2 separate regions of the Zea mays genome follow, and region 2 is linked to region 1. Evidence: chromatin contacts called from public Hi-C data. All regions are on one chromosome and are shown on one strand. The core of a region is the stretch at or near the end of the contact, and the rest is flanking DNA. Distances in the headings are between cores, read along the strand shown.

What was found. A called contact is a pair of places that touch in the nucleus more often than the background predicts.
Region 2: a contact with region 1 is called in a Hi-C map of root tip, with 3 times the contacts expected there. The contact joins the promoter of LOC103632340 here to the promoter of LOC100276564 in region 1. A contact is called at or near these places in 2 of 25 Hi-C or Micro-C datasets (ear and root tip).

What each region holds. Positions count from the first base shown.
Region 1 is chr7:48,565,571-48,572,647 of Zm-B73-REFERENCE-NAM-5.0, forward strand. LOC100276564 reads right to left here and starts at 3,787. Exons shown (of 8, transcript NM_001363614.2): 1 at 3,591-3,787; 2 at 2,777-3,202; 3 at 2,465-2,601. The coding sequence starts at 3,091.
Region 2 is chr7:48,706,321-48,713,397 of Zm-B73-REFERENCE-NAM-5.0, forward strand. LOC103632340 (Octicosapeptide/Phox/Bem1p (PB1) domain-containing protein / tetratricopeptide repeat (TPR)-containing protein) reads left to right here and starts at 4,385. Exons shown (of 2, transcript XM_008654149.3): 1 at 4,385-7,077. The coding sequence starts at 4,963.

The DNA of each region.
Region 1 (7,077 bases), core at 2,537-5,036:
GGCCGCCAACACCACCACCACCCCTAGCGTCCACCAGTCCTACTTCCATCCCATATGGCATGCCAGGTTATGGCGGGATACCTCCCTTATCAAACCCCGCCGCGCCACCCATACCATCACCGCCGATCATCACCACAGCCGCTCCACTCCGATCCACCTCAACCAACCTTCCACCGCCAACCTCAGCCTTGCTGCCACCCACATCTACCATGCCCATACCCATCCATCAGATACCCTTCCCACACTCCCCATCACCAATCCTAGGCTTTTCCGAACCCCACCATACCTACCGCTTACCCACCGCACCAAAACCCTCCCAACCAGCACCACCACAACCTTCCCTTTCCAACATTCGACGGCAAAGAGGATCATGTTGGCTGGCTGTCCCGTTGTGAGAGCTACAATCAAGGGACGCCGGAGGTGGATAAAGTCTGGATGGCCACGTACTATCTCACGTGCGTTGTACAGCTGTGGTCCGTCATGCTACGGCGCGACAAGCCCACACTACACTGGTCGCGCTTCAAGACGTTGTGCCAGCAGCGTTTTGGGCCTCCTCTGCGCACGAACACGTTGGGCAAGGTGGCACGCCTGCCGTTCCGCTCCACGGTGGACTATCAGGATCGATTCCTAGCTCTCTTGTGCCACACGGAGCCCGTGCCGCTGCCGCACCAACAGGCCCAACTATTCACCGCGGGACTGCCATGGCATCTCCGGGTGGACGTTGAACTGTGCGCGCCCGGCAACCTGCAACAGGCCATGGCCCTCGCCCGAGCATACGAGCGCCGCCAACAAGGCTCAGACGGCCGTGTGCCTCCGCCCTTTACACGTATAATGGCTACGCCATCCTCAACGCCGGCATCACCGGCCGGGCTATCGGCTGCTGCCTCCACCCTGGCAGCACCGATGTTCAAGCGCCTCACCCCAGCAGAGATGACGGAGCGACAGCGCCAAGGGCTATGCTACAACTGCGATGAGCCGTTTGTACGAGGCCATCACTGCCAACGCCTCTTCTACCTTGAGGTGACTGCCGACGACAACGAAGTGGCTGCGGCGGAAGATCCCTCACCCCTGTAATCATGCCTTCCCGCTCGAGGACGAGCTGTTTTTGGAGGCCGGGAGAGATGTTATGACCGACAGCCTAGTAGCCCTAATAAAATCAGTTAGTTTGTTTAGATAGATAAGTATCAGTTAGTTTGTTTAGATGGATAGGGATAAGGAGTTTGTTTAGATATATAAGGATTTGGTTTGTTAAGATATTAGATAAGGACGGCTGCTATCTTAGCCCTATAAATGTACCCCTTCAGTCAATGAAAGATTAAGCAAGCAAATCATCTTGCTCGGCTTCCCCTTTTCCTGTGTCTACTATTCACCGCGGGTATTGTTCATCCCGTGAACAGTACCGCACCCCTTCCAGCCAGCAGCCCTAATCCTAGGACAACGGCGCCCAAACGTCGTGGTCCAGAGCCTCACCCTTCTCCTCACCACTCATACCTTCTTAGAAGCCACAGCTCCAACAGACACGGACTAAACTTTATTTAGGGGAACCAAATACCCCCTTAGCCCCCTAAGCTAATCATGTTTCCATTTTCATCCCTCCATCATGTCTCTCAAATATTCTCCACCATCATGTTTCCATTTCCATCCCTGATGGTTGCATGCAGAACGCATACTCAACCCCATCTTCAGCATCAAAAATGGCTACGCCACCGAGCTCAAGGTGCTCAGGCAGCAAGAGGAGCAATATGATTTGGGAGGAGCAATATGATTCGGCTGGCCAGGGAGGAAGCTTTCTTGTGGTCTTTGGCTAGGGCTAAGGGTTTTTCTTACCTCCTAGCTCAAAGTCGGGCGGTTTAGTTTTTCTCTGTTTTAGTGTTGGGGTGTTTGTCAGCTGACAAACGCTCTGTCCCTGCCCCTGCTCCAGATGTTCTTTCTGGCTAGGTGGGTTCGGTGTGTGTGTGTTTATGTGTGTGTGTGTGTGTTGTACTGTTGTACTGTCTGTTTCGGGGTCTTTTCCCCTTTTCTTCTTAATATATTGATGCGCAGCTCTCCTGCGTGTTCGAGAAAAAAAAAATTGGGGGGATAGGATGGAGGGATGGAAATAAAAATGGGCAAATCTCAAGAGGCTATGTGCATATGTATATCAGATACTAAATAATATGTATACATATCAGATATCCGACTTTGAATATCCGGATCCGAATCTAGGACATTGAATATCCGAATTCGGATATGAACTGGGATCTGAAAAGGACATTGAATATCTAGGCTCAGATATGAACAGATTTAAACTCGTCGGACAGATGGGCAAGAATACCTGGCCCACATTTCATCCCTAGAACAAAGACAACCAGCTCACAACAAAATATAACCACAACAAAGGAAACAGTATGCACATCTACATGCATCTAAATCCATAGAATGCAAAATAAAAATGGGTCTACAGGAATCAAATCAGAGTACTTGCCAGCTAAGGAAAGGATTTCCAAAGTGATGATTTTGTCCCGTAAGCAACAATTTTACATTTTCTTCTGCATCAGTCTCGCTTGGAAGGAATTGTATGAGAAATTTTCTCTCGGCTTCTGTAAGAGATGTAGACCATGCCTACATCAAGGACAAGGTTTGTTGATGTATAGTTAACAGAATAGCATAAAATATCAGACTAACGCTACCAAAATAAAGAATTTAGCAAGTAAAGGCAATGGTAGAAAATAAAATGAAAACAGATCATGGTAAATAAACTCAGAAGTTAACATTGTAGGTAAGAAGCTAGGTATACCTCATAGGATAGCACACCTTTCAGGCTCTTAAGAGAGAAAATCTCTGGAGGAACATACATAACATCAGCAAGGCCTGAACAGTGTTTCTGGCTTTCCATGAAAGGGGCCAAGTCTGACCACAAAATTCCAACTTGTTCCTTCTCTGGCACAACTTTCCTCAGATATTGATCCCATTTAAGACTGATATGAGGCTTCAAACTTACTAGACAATGAGATGTGTCAAATTTTGCTTTCTTCCCTGGCCTGCACTGCTCTGAGTTGGTGCAATTTGTCTGCCGTTTATTTTGCTTGCTTGCTGTCATTCTACAGGTCATTTGGTCATTTAACTGGAAGACCGGAAACCCTTTACTTTTGAGTTTTGAATAACTTCCTATTCTTGCTTTAATCCTAATTTATTTCGGATGTTATAGAGAATCATGGAGCACCTAAAACAGGACATATATAGGTTAAATTTTCAGCTCAATATATAAGCACAATCTAATGGTGAAGCACCCTGAAAGATTGTTCCATCCAGCTCCACAAACCAAAGTAACTAGTCAAATCATAAAACTGAGTAACTGACAGTAGATAATCATCATAAGGCAAACAAAAAGAAGTAGAAGAAACTGTTGAAAGTGATTTGGAAGCATGTCGTCATTACTACTTTTCCTGCTTGTCACCCGGCGTCGTTTGAGGGAGGAGGGGATGGGCTCCTGAAGGTGTGTAGCTCGGCGGGAAAGACATGATTGAGGATAGGGCTCCTGGCAGCGTGCTGTGGAAGTCACGGAACAGAGGAGGATCCAAGGAGGTGATACGGAGATGATGGACTGTTACCTGTCGATGCGATTGATGAACAGAGCGGGAGTGCCAAGACATTGACGGTGGCGACGCCCTAGCTTCCGCCGTCAGATGCGTTGAAACCCTAGCTAATATTATGCGTTGTTGGGAGGAAAAGGCTGTGAAGACGGACGGAGCTTCTAGAGAGAGGAACGCACATCCGCTGGTCCCAGCCGCCGACGCTGCAGTCGCGGTAGCCGACGCTAGGCACGCGATGCCTATTGAGACCCTTCTAGAAAACGGTTGATTTTTTATAAACTGCACATGGCTAGAATTCTCTAGGCATCTACAACAGCCCGGGAGGCTGAGAAGAAATCTCGTCCGTTGATGGAACATCTTGCGCACATGTTTTTTTTGCCGACGTGGATGTACGGGTGCGCACGTTTGCGTCGCGCTCTATATATAGAATAGAATTTCAGACATAAAGACGGGAAACTAGAAACATTCAATTTAATCACATGGTTTGATCATTTTCTATTTTTCTAAATATATTATATCTCTAGATAGAACCTAGGGGTGTTATGGTGATATTGAATTATACATAATAAAAACGTTATATTTTTCAATACTACATGGATTTTCTAGATATACATGATTTTTATGAAGCAATATGCTTTGATATCATGCATTTTTCATCATACAACAATCCGTTCAGTGAATTCCAATTTTTATTTAAATAACTAGAATTTTAATCCACAAGTACAATTTAAATCATTAATCTGGTAATAAAATAAATTAAACTACAAATAATTAAAATATGAAAACAATATCACAAAACCAAAAGTATATTTTATAGCTCCTTTAACAGTTCACATGTCCTAACAAAATATACTTTAGGTAGCGTTTGGTTGAGCACTTATAATGGTAACGTTAATGTAATTAAATAAGAGTGGTATCTATTATCATGGAAATGAAAAGCGCCAATTGTTTGGATAAACCTGGTAACGTTTTCCATTTCCTTTACGTTGTTTGGATGGTCCTAGAGGTAATGAAGCCTAACAGCCGCACATAGGAGCAAACATGTGCTACTAGTAGAGCACATAGCAGCGAAATTGGGCAGCCGTACCGATCGAAGCCAACTTCAGCTGCACATAGCACACCATGTGAGAATTGAAGTTCAGTATGCCCTTAACTATGAAACTAATCAAGTGATAAATATGCACTCTCAAGTGATTGTGCTATGCATAATGAGAACCAAGAAATTAATCAAGTCGCTGGGATGTAAAACCCGAGAAAACAACAATCAAATGACATATGTAAAACCTGAGAAAACAACAATCACAAAGTAGCACTGTCATGTGAATGAAAACTACAGGTTACCTTGTGAAGATAAAACTTTGTAGTCCCTATGCGAACAATGATGTCGCTCACCAATTCAGATGTCGCAATACTGCAAGATTAAACAGATCTCATTAGTAGAGAAGTGGAAAACAACAAGATAACAAAAGAAAATTGATGCTTACAAATTGAAGTACAAACTTTGGATTATTATTCGAATCTGATTGTCTTATTGAGCAAAAGAACCTTTTTCTACAACAGTAAGCCAATATATGGAGGAAGTTGACATGAAACTCTAAATGAAGCATCCTAAAATAAGCTCCACCCTGAGTTTCTCTTGTATTCTATGCATATTAGTCAGCCACTAATGAGCGGTAAAAAACTGATGTGAGAATTCAAGTTCAGTATATGCCCTTAACTCTGAAAAACCGATGTGAGAATTTTGCAGGAAAAAACAGCACCAAATCTAGGCCATGTCAGCTCCAAATCTGTCAGCACCAACTCTGAAAAGCTGAGATTTGCAGCATTATTTAATTATTAAACCAAATAGGTGGCTGGCTGATTTGGAATGGTAAAATTGTCCTTTGATATTCGCTAGACACCCAAGCGGTTGCTCTTTAACTAACCATGTTTCTTAGGCAAATAAGCTACTTAAACCACGTGCTTAGGCACATGATTCTTTAATCTTTATTGTAGTATGGCTTCTTTTCTTCTGGACTCATGGGCAGAGCAAGTCTCTATGCTCTAGGCTCTTGCACAGTAAAATAGACGAGAAAGCAACCAACTAATGAGTAAATTACCTCAAGAACGGCACCTTATGAGTCGATTCAGTAAAGAATAGCACCAGACGATGACAAGCACGGGGTGGCGGGGCTCATCGCCGCCGCCGTGGAGCCTGCCTCATGGGAACACCACCTTAGAAGAGCTGGATGAGAGGGACAGGGAGGGAGAGAAAGGAGGCTCACTGGTACAGTACAGGGGCAAGTTCTTTGATGAGATCTAGGACGTGTATCATCGACGGCAGGCTCGTGGATGAGATGTTAGGGTTCGTCGACCATCACAACGGTGGCGGGGCTCGTCGACGGCAGGCTCGAGGACCACGGGTACGACGAGGAGGCCACTGCGTGCCGTGGAGCCTGCCTCACGGGAGGTTAGGGTTTCAGAGAAAGGATAGAGCTAGAGAGGGAGGGAGAGGACGATAGTCACCGGTGAGAGGCGGCGGCCGACGCGAGGGGACATGGCGGCACGAAGGGAGGCGACGCGAGGAAATGGAAGTGGGGGAGCCGTGGGAGAGGATAAGTCGCCGAGCGAGTGGTATCGAATTACAGGGGAATTGAATGAAGAAGGTTTTTGATTACCAGGTATTCATTACAGACTACATCTAGCCAAACAGTTCTATTCTATGGATATCGCTTTACAGACATAATTGGATCACGTTATATTTGATCTAACCAAACACCTCCTTAATAGTTGCTTTCAATCTAATTCAATTAGACGGCTATTCCCTCAATAAATAAAATTTTCGCTCCTAGCAACATCATATCCTAATAAGAAAACTAAAAAGAGAAGAGAAATAGAGAATACTGCAGGGGCGAACCCAGTTAAGGGCATGGGCGTGCACATGTACACTCAATGACTTTTGAAAAAGGAAAGAAATTAGTAGCCATAATACATAAATAGACTTTGTAATGAGATCAGATCCAAATACATGTACCCAGATAGATTAAGTTAGGGTTCGAGTGTTCGGTTTAGCAGAGCAGAAAGGGAAGAGAAAGGGTGCGCATACCTGGTCACTTAGATACTCGTCGCGGCGAAGGGCCTGACGAAGATTTGGCGAAGGAGCAAGTCGTCATAATAGGGGAGCCGAGTCAAGCTCGAGTTATGTGTCCATATATGCTGCTCACCATATCCCACAAAACCACCTTCTGTATTGACCACGAGCCCATCTATCTGTTGACGAATTTCGGCACCAGTCATCGTTGTAGGTGGGCGGTCTGTCACTATGACACCTTTCGTAAAGTTCTTGATGTCTAGGCGGAATGGATGGTCAGGAGGGAGAAATTGTCGATGTTTGTCGAAGGACGAATATTTGCCACCTTTTTTCAACCAAATGAACCTAAGAGCTTCTTTGCAAACTGGGCATGGGAACTTACCGTGAACACACAAGGCGCAGAATAGCCCATACGCTGGTAAGTCATGCATGGAG
Region 2 (7,077 bases), core at 3,135-5,634, 140 kb after region 1:
CCCCACTTGGTACAATTACAATGACTCACATAAGAGCCAAGGGGTTATGTGAGATTTTCTAAACACAGTCAACTAACTAGGATTCACCTATAACAAGCGCATAAGTGGTCTAACTAACCTAAGCACTTCGCCAAGCACCTACGCTAATCACCGAGTGATTCTATTAAGCACTTGGGTGTATGATCACTTGGAAAATGTCTATAACATGTGTTGGTATGTTGTTAGGGCTCCCACACCTTCAAATGACCGGTTGGGTGAGGTATATATAGGCCACAACTCAAAACTAGCCATTGTAGAAAAGCTGGTGCTTCTCTACGGCACACCGGACACTCCGGTGGTAGGGACTGGACAGTTCTGTGCCCTGTCCGGTGCGCCACTAGCCATTAGATCTGACATTTTGACAAGTGACCATTGACGTGTGTAGCCTTGCACCGGAAAGTCTGGTGCCACACCGGACAGTCCGGCTCTCCTCCAAAGTGCCACCAGGAAGTAGCTGTTGGCTACTGTTCCCTGGTGCACCGGACAGTCCGGTGCTCTCAGCAGACGGCTCACCAGTGGCAACACTTTCTTGATGTCTTGGACTTTGCTTGATATTTGTTGATCTTCACTTATGGTCTTCTTACTATCTTCTTTTGAGGTGTTACTTCCTTAGTGCCTTAGTCCAAGTCACTTTAGCGTCCTGTGAACTACAAACACAAACACTAGTAAACACATTAGTCCGCAGGTTATGTTGACCAGCAAACACCAAAATCATTAATACAAATGTGTTGGGGTCCATTTTCCTTGCACCAAACTTGCACGATATGCACCCTAGGGTTATGGTGGCTAGGGAGCACCGGAAGGGCAAGGAGGGGGAATAGTTTCATCCTAGTTTTGGCGAGGAGGAGTCCTTGTTCCTTTCTGTATAACCATTAAGGTAAAGTCGTGCAGGGGAGGAAAGAGTTTCGGATTCGTGTCTCATTGGCCATGAGATCGCAGAGCCGGACTAGTGGATAAAGTGTACACCTCTGCGTAGAGTTCAAAAATCTATTCAAATAGTCTGTGTCCACGAATATGGATGAGTCATGACATGGATTTGACAATTAGTGTTTTGTTTTCCAAAATGGTTTGAAAAATGGTTTTAAAAGGTCCTGCGGTTGAGCCATGAGCTATGGTGGACGAGAAGTCCAATAGCAATCTTTCTAAAAATAAAAATCAGTGGAAAACTACCGATATTACTGGATGGTTTAGTGTAGAGGATTTTGTTCTATTTTGAAAAACTTTTTGCTCCTCTGGGGGAGGATGCACTTTGAAAATGATAAAATATTTTACAAAATAGCTCTGCATCAAAAATGCCTTTTCTGCAAAAATATCCTAAGCTCCACATACTCCATGCATTATATCTGATTTTCCCATTCCATGTGTGAAGGTGGGCTGTTGGGTACGTAAGTACTCACTCTTTCTTATTTGTTGTTTTCTTAGGGAAGGAGATCACTGATCGGGTAAGAGTTACACTTGTTCCCAACCATGCCTATGGCTGTTGAACCGCTGATTTGCTTCGCTGCATATAGTGGGTTGCTTCAGCCCCACTCTGATGATATGTCCCGAGTTATGGAGCAACTCTTAAAGTTGATCGCCACCTATATAGGTTTATCTCGTTTAAGTAGGTCTAGAACCATCCAATTTATAAATGTGTATACTAGCCTCATGGAATTAGTATTTGGATCACATTTGAGTCCCAAAGGATTGGGAAGCTTCACTAGGGCTATCCACATGACTCTACATCAAAAGGTACATGGTCCCACAACAACCCACTTAAAATAAAGACAAATCTGATTGTCTCGGTACATGTCACGCTAGGATCGACACACATACATGACAAGTTGCACATCACCATACAACTAATTAAGCAACTTTAAAGTACAATATTACATCAAGTTTGATACAAGGTCCATCAAATTGATAGAGTGTTATTTACATCACTGTGTATACCTCCATTGTAATGGTCCTTGGCCCACAACACTCATATATACACTCCCTACCCTGATAAGGGTTAGGGATTCCCGTTCCAACCTAGTACCAGAGCTAGTTTCTCTCTTCCCCTCCCTCCCATAGCAAACTTTTTAGAAACTTTATTCGTTTTGTCATTTAATCACTAAAACCCTCAATTGGGGTTGATTGCACTTACAACGTATAATCAACAGACACACACATTGTTTATTTTTTTCTTTTGTACAAGTATATGATTGGCCACCCACTTGGGATGGAAAACTTCTCTAATGAATTCTGCTCATAGGAGCCAAGTTAACTCTTTTTTTTATCACATCTCGTCTGTCTTTTACAAAGCGCACAATTTTTGCTTAACCGGTTTAGGGGTGGCCATGCGTCAAGGAGACGAGAAGCACATGTTGCTTGGTAAATGAATGTCTTCTGTTTATCATGATTACAAACTATTACATTATATAGTCCTATAGACCAGAATCGATAAGCACTTCCTAGCCAAACTTTCCATCTAATCTATCATCTGTCTATGATTTAAAGACTTATCTACGATACAACGATCCATAAGATCCATCTTTTTGCTTAGACCGAACACCCCTATCTTTGAGTCCTTCGATCGTAATGGGTGAATACCGATCTAGTCAAGATCTAGTGCCAACACTTAGCCAAAAGGCCATGATGGGGTTTCTAGGGTATAGCCCATGTTCTGTTAAGGATGAGTGCAACATCCTACTATTTATTGGATTTATTATTTTGAAGTTACCGCCTTAGAGATCATGACTATATTTAAACAACTGGGATAAAACATATAATAGGCGTCTACACACTAGTGACTCTTTGTAAAAGCTTTGAAGAGAAACCCGCCGATTCACAATTTGTAGTGTTTAAATGGAGTGTCATGCCCCTATGCATATGTGAATCACAATTCATGGGTAAATTGTACAATTTATGAAAAGGTTTAATAAACTAAAATATGCTTCGTACTTCCGGTTATGAGTGGTCTATTAACTCTTTGATTAGAAGAAACATGGACTGTGATAATGTTAATGTTGTTGTTGTTGTGTTGCTACCACAAGATAATATACTTTTATATATTTTAGTTCATGATATACTTGTCTAACTATAACGGGCTTTGGCAAGCAAATTAAATGCACTAAAACTTAGATCAACTAAAAGCTACTCCCTCATCTCAATCGTTTTAGCTTTTTGTTTTTATGTCTATATTCAAATGGATGAAGATAAACCTAGATATATATATAAAATACATACAACAAATATTGTATGAACCCATTAATAAACTAAAACAAATTTTAATTTGAGACGGAGAGAGTATTACTTTTATCTAAATGGAATACCTGTTGTGTGCAATATATATTCACTCTTAATTTGTTTATTATAATTATGTTGCATCCATTGTAACCGCTGATCAAAAGAATGAGATGCGGCAGATTATAAATAGGAGTTTTAATTTTAGGACTGCAACAAGTTCTAGCCTTCTAGGTGATTTATAATAAGTAAGCTTGCCGGTGCAGAGTATCGTTTGCCGCCGTTCTACAGTCACTTTTGAACGCAACACTTTCGTTAAGTTATTTGTGTTTTGTTAAATACTTAGGGCTGATTTAGTGACAAGGGATAATAGGATGATTGGAGGGGATTGAGAGGGAAATGAACTAATTTCCCCCTCAATCCCCTCCAATCCCCCCTTGATCCCTGATCACCAAATCAGTTCTTATGGAGTGTTTGGTTGAAGGAATCACTCTATCCAAAATGAGGTGGTGCATCATGAATCAATTACTCAAATTTGATGTGATGACCATATTAATTATATTAGTACTAACTAACTATTAGGAATGTGGTAGTGATATATCAACTCATTCCATTTTACAAACCAAATAAAAAAGTGAGAAGTAAGAAGATGATAGACTAGCTCATTCATTAAACCAAACACCCTAACGTACAATAAGAGTTTAACAATGTATTCTATAAAATATAAATATTGTAATGTGATGTTCACTCACATTGTCGAGCTATGTTATTCTTGATCTTTAGACATACATAGTTTATACCTGGCTTTTCCTTCGAAATTAGATTTGACACACCCCTGGCATGGTAATAGATAACGATCTAAATGTCTATTCACAATTTATTTGAGCTCTTAAATAATTTAAATTAAAAAATAAATAGAAACAAAGTCTGATTTTAATCCGATTTAGTTATTAAATTTTATAGCGTAAAATTTAGAGCACATTACCACTTCTATACACCAAGATAATTACAAGCTAGAAAAATTAGAAGAACCAAAGCACATGCAACAAATAAGCCGAGTGTATAAGATCACAAACAACGCTCTATTTAAGGCAGGCGTCTACACGCCATCCTAGACCCGCCCTTAATTTTAATTGGCTTATATAAAAGAGGTAGGAAAAAATAAATAAAGGTTTAGTGCATTGGCACATGGTGCTTTGGGATGATGATTATGCCAATACAATAAACATATGGAGAAAAAACTAATAATAGAAATTGCTAAAAAGTGTGTGGCTTCCCTTGGGCTCCAACCACACACCCTTTCCTCGCTCCATTCCCGTAGGATGCATGCATGTTTCCTCGTGCGTCTGCATCGTCAGTTTCCTCATTCCTCTTGCAGACTAGTAGCTAGTGTTCTTCTCGAATTTGGGACGTCTCCCAAATCCCAATGATTTCCGCTTTTTTTCCCTACAGCGAATTCTCGATGTAGGCATGTATCGGGGAAGAGGAAGGTGTGAATCCTTGTTGCCCAGTTTCTCTTTCCCACATCTCGATTTCTTTGTTGTTCCTGCTGCGCTCGTGTTTTTATATGTATCTATCTACAAAGAAGAATCGAAGAGATTCAGTACGTAGATCTTGATTGATTTCTGAAAGAAGCCACAAGAGAAAGGAGGCGCCAAAAAACAAGTGGAAGCGAATTGGAATCTGCCAGAATATAATTACATTAGATTTGAGGGTATGGGGAAGACACCGAAGAAGAAGAAACTAAGTGAATCGGGATCGAGAGGCAGCCCGAGAACCAGCAGGTGCAACTCGAGGAGCAGCCAATGCAGCGGCGAGCAGATCAGCTCGCACCCAGCGCCAGCGGTGGACGAGGACGACGCCGTCTTCATCGGGCTGGCCTCCGAGCTGAAGGAGGAAGGCACGAGGCTATTCCAGACCAGGGACTACGAGGGGGCGGCGTTCAAGTTCGACAAGGCGATCAAGCTGTTGCCGCAGGGCCACAACGACGTGGCCTTCCTCCACTGCAACATCGCGGCATGCTACATGCACATGAACCCCGAGGAGTACCACCGTGCCATCGACGAGTGCAACTCGGCGCTGGATGCGTCGCCGGCGTACACGAAGGCGCTGCTCAAGAGGGCTCGGTGTTTCGAGGCACTGGATAGGCTAGATCTAGCTTGTAGGGACGCGGAGAAGGCTCTGAGCCTGGAGCCGAACAACGTGACGGCGTCGGAGCTGTACGAGAGCATCAAGGAGGTGATGCAGATGGAGGAGGACGTGTCGTCGCTGGAGAGACAGGTTGCGTCGTCGTCGGTCCACCACGAGCCTGCTGCTGCCATCAGTAGTCTCGCCAAGGAGAGGATACAGAGGAGGGTGTCGCGGAAATTTAGGAACTCAATCGTGGAGGAGGAGGTGTGGGAGATGATTCAGGGGGAGGAAGTGGACGACGATCATGGGAATAACGACGATGGCCAAGAGGACCATGCTGGGAGTAACGAGGATGATGGCGACAAAGAGAGACACAGCGGCAGTAGTAATGGGAAGCATAATAATTCAGAGACGCAGGAGAAGCCCTGCAGCCTGCTGCAGCACAGGCACGGGCACCACCCTGAAGAGAAAGAGACGAAAATCTTCAAGAACGCCGCCGAGCAGTACAGCAAGCAGTGTGGTGCCAGTGCCACGAACGAAGCTGCAGGGCAGCACTCTCCGGGGAGGAGGCATGGCCAAGATGAGCATGAGAAGCATCTCAACGAGATCCTGGTGAAAGGCATCCAGATGCCTGCTGAGAAGGGAAAGCACACGGCGACGACGACGGCACAGAATAATCAAGCCAGCGTCGTGGAGAGGCGTAATAAGAAGCATTTTGAGGTGGGCAGCCATAGCAGGCATACGACGACGCAGGAAAGATACGAGAGATACGCCAACGCCAGCGCCAGCCTGCCGGGGAAGCACTCCTTACTGGACGAAAAGTACATGCCGCCAGAACGGCAAATCACCATCAGGACATCGAACTACGGTGGTGCTAGAGAAAAGCATCCAAAACTATACGCCGGCAGCAGCAGCAGGGAGAACCATGAGGCTGCCAGAGAGGTGGTGAAGAAGAAGTTCAAGTTCGTTCACGGGGACGACATAAGGATCGTCCTAATCCCCGAGAACTGCAGCCTGTTGCAGGTGATGGACATCGCCCGGTACAAGTACAACCCGCACCTCAAGTCGTTCCTTCTCAAGTTCATGGACAAGGAGGGGGACCTGGTGACCATCACCTCCACCGAAGATCTGAGGTGGGTGGAGGACCTCTACCCGCAGGTGCCCGTCCGGCTGCACATCAAGGAGGTGAGCCCCGAGCGGGAGATCACCAGGGACCTGGTGATGCCCCAGCAGCTGTCCTGTCTCCCTGAGCGAGAGCCGAACCTGAACCACTACAGCGCCCACACTACCTCCGACGAGTACGAGTGCGGGAGCTCGAGGAGGGACGACGAGCGGAGTCACCCTCCTTGCGCCACCGACGAGTGGATGGTGCAGTTCGCTCGCCTGTTCAAGAACCACGCCGGCTTCGACTCCGACGCGTGCGTGGACCTCCGCGACCTCGGCATCCGGCTCTACTACGAGGCCATGGAGGACACCATCACGAGCGAGGAGGCGCAGGAGATATTCCAGGCGGCGGAGGCCAAGTTCCAGGAGATGGCGGCGCTGGCGCTCTTCAACTGGGGCAACATCCACATGTCCCGCGCCAGGAAGCGCCTGGTTCTATCCGAGGACACCTCCAGGGAGTCCATACTCGCCCAGGTGAAGGCCGCGTACGAGTGGGCCTGCACCGAGTACGTCAAGGCCGGCAGGAAGTTCGAGGAC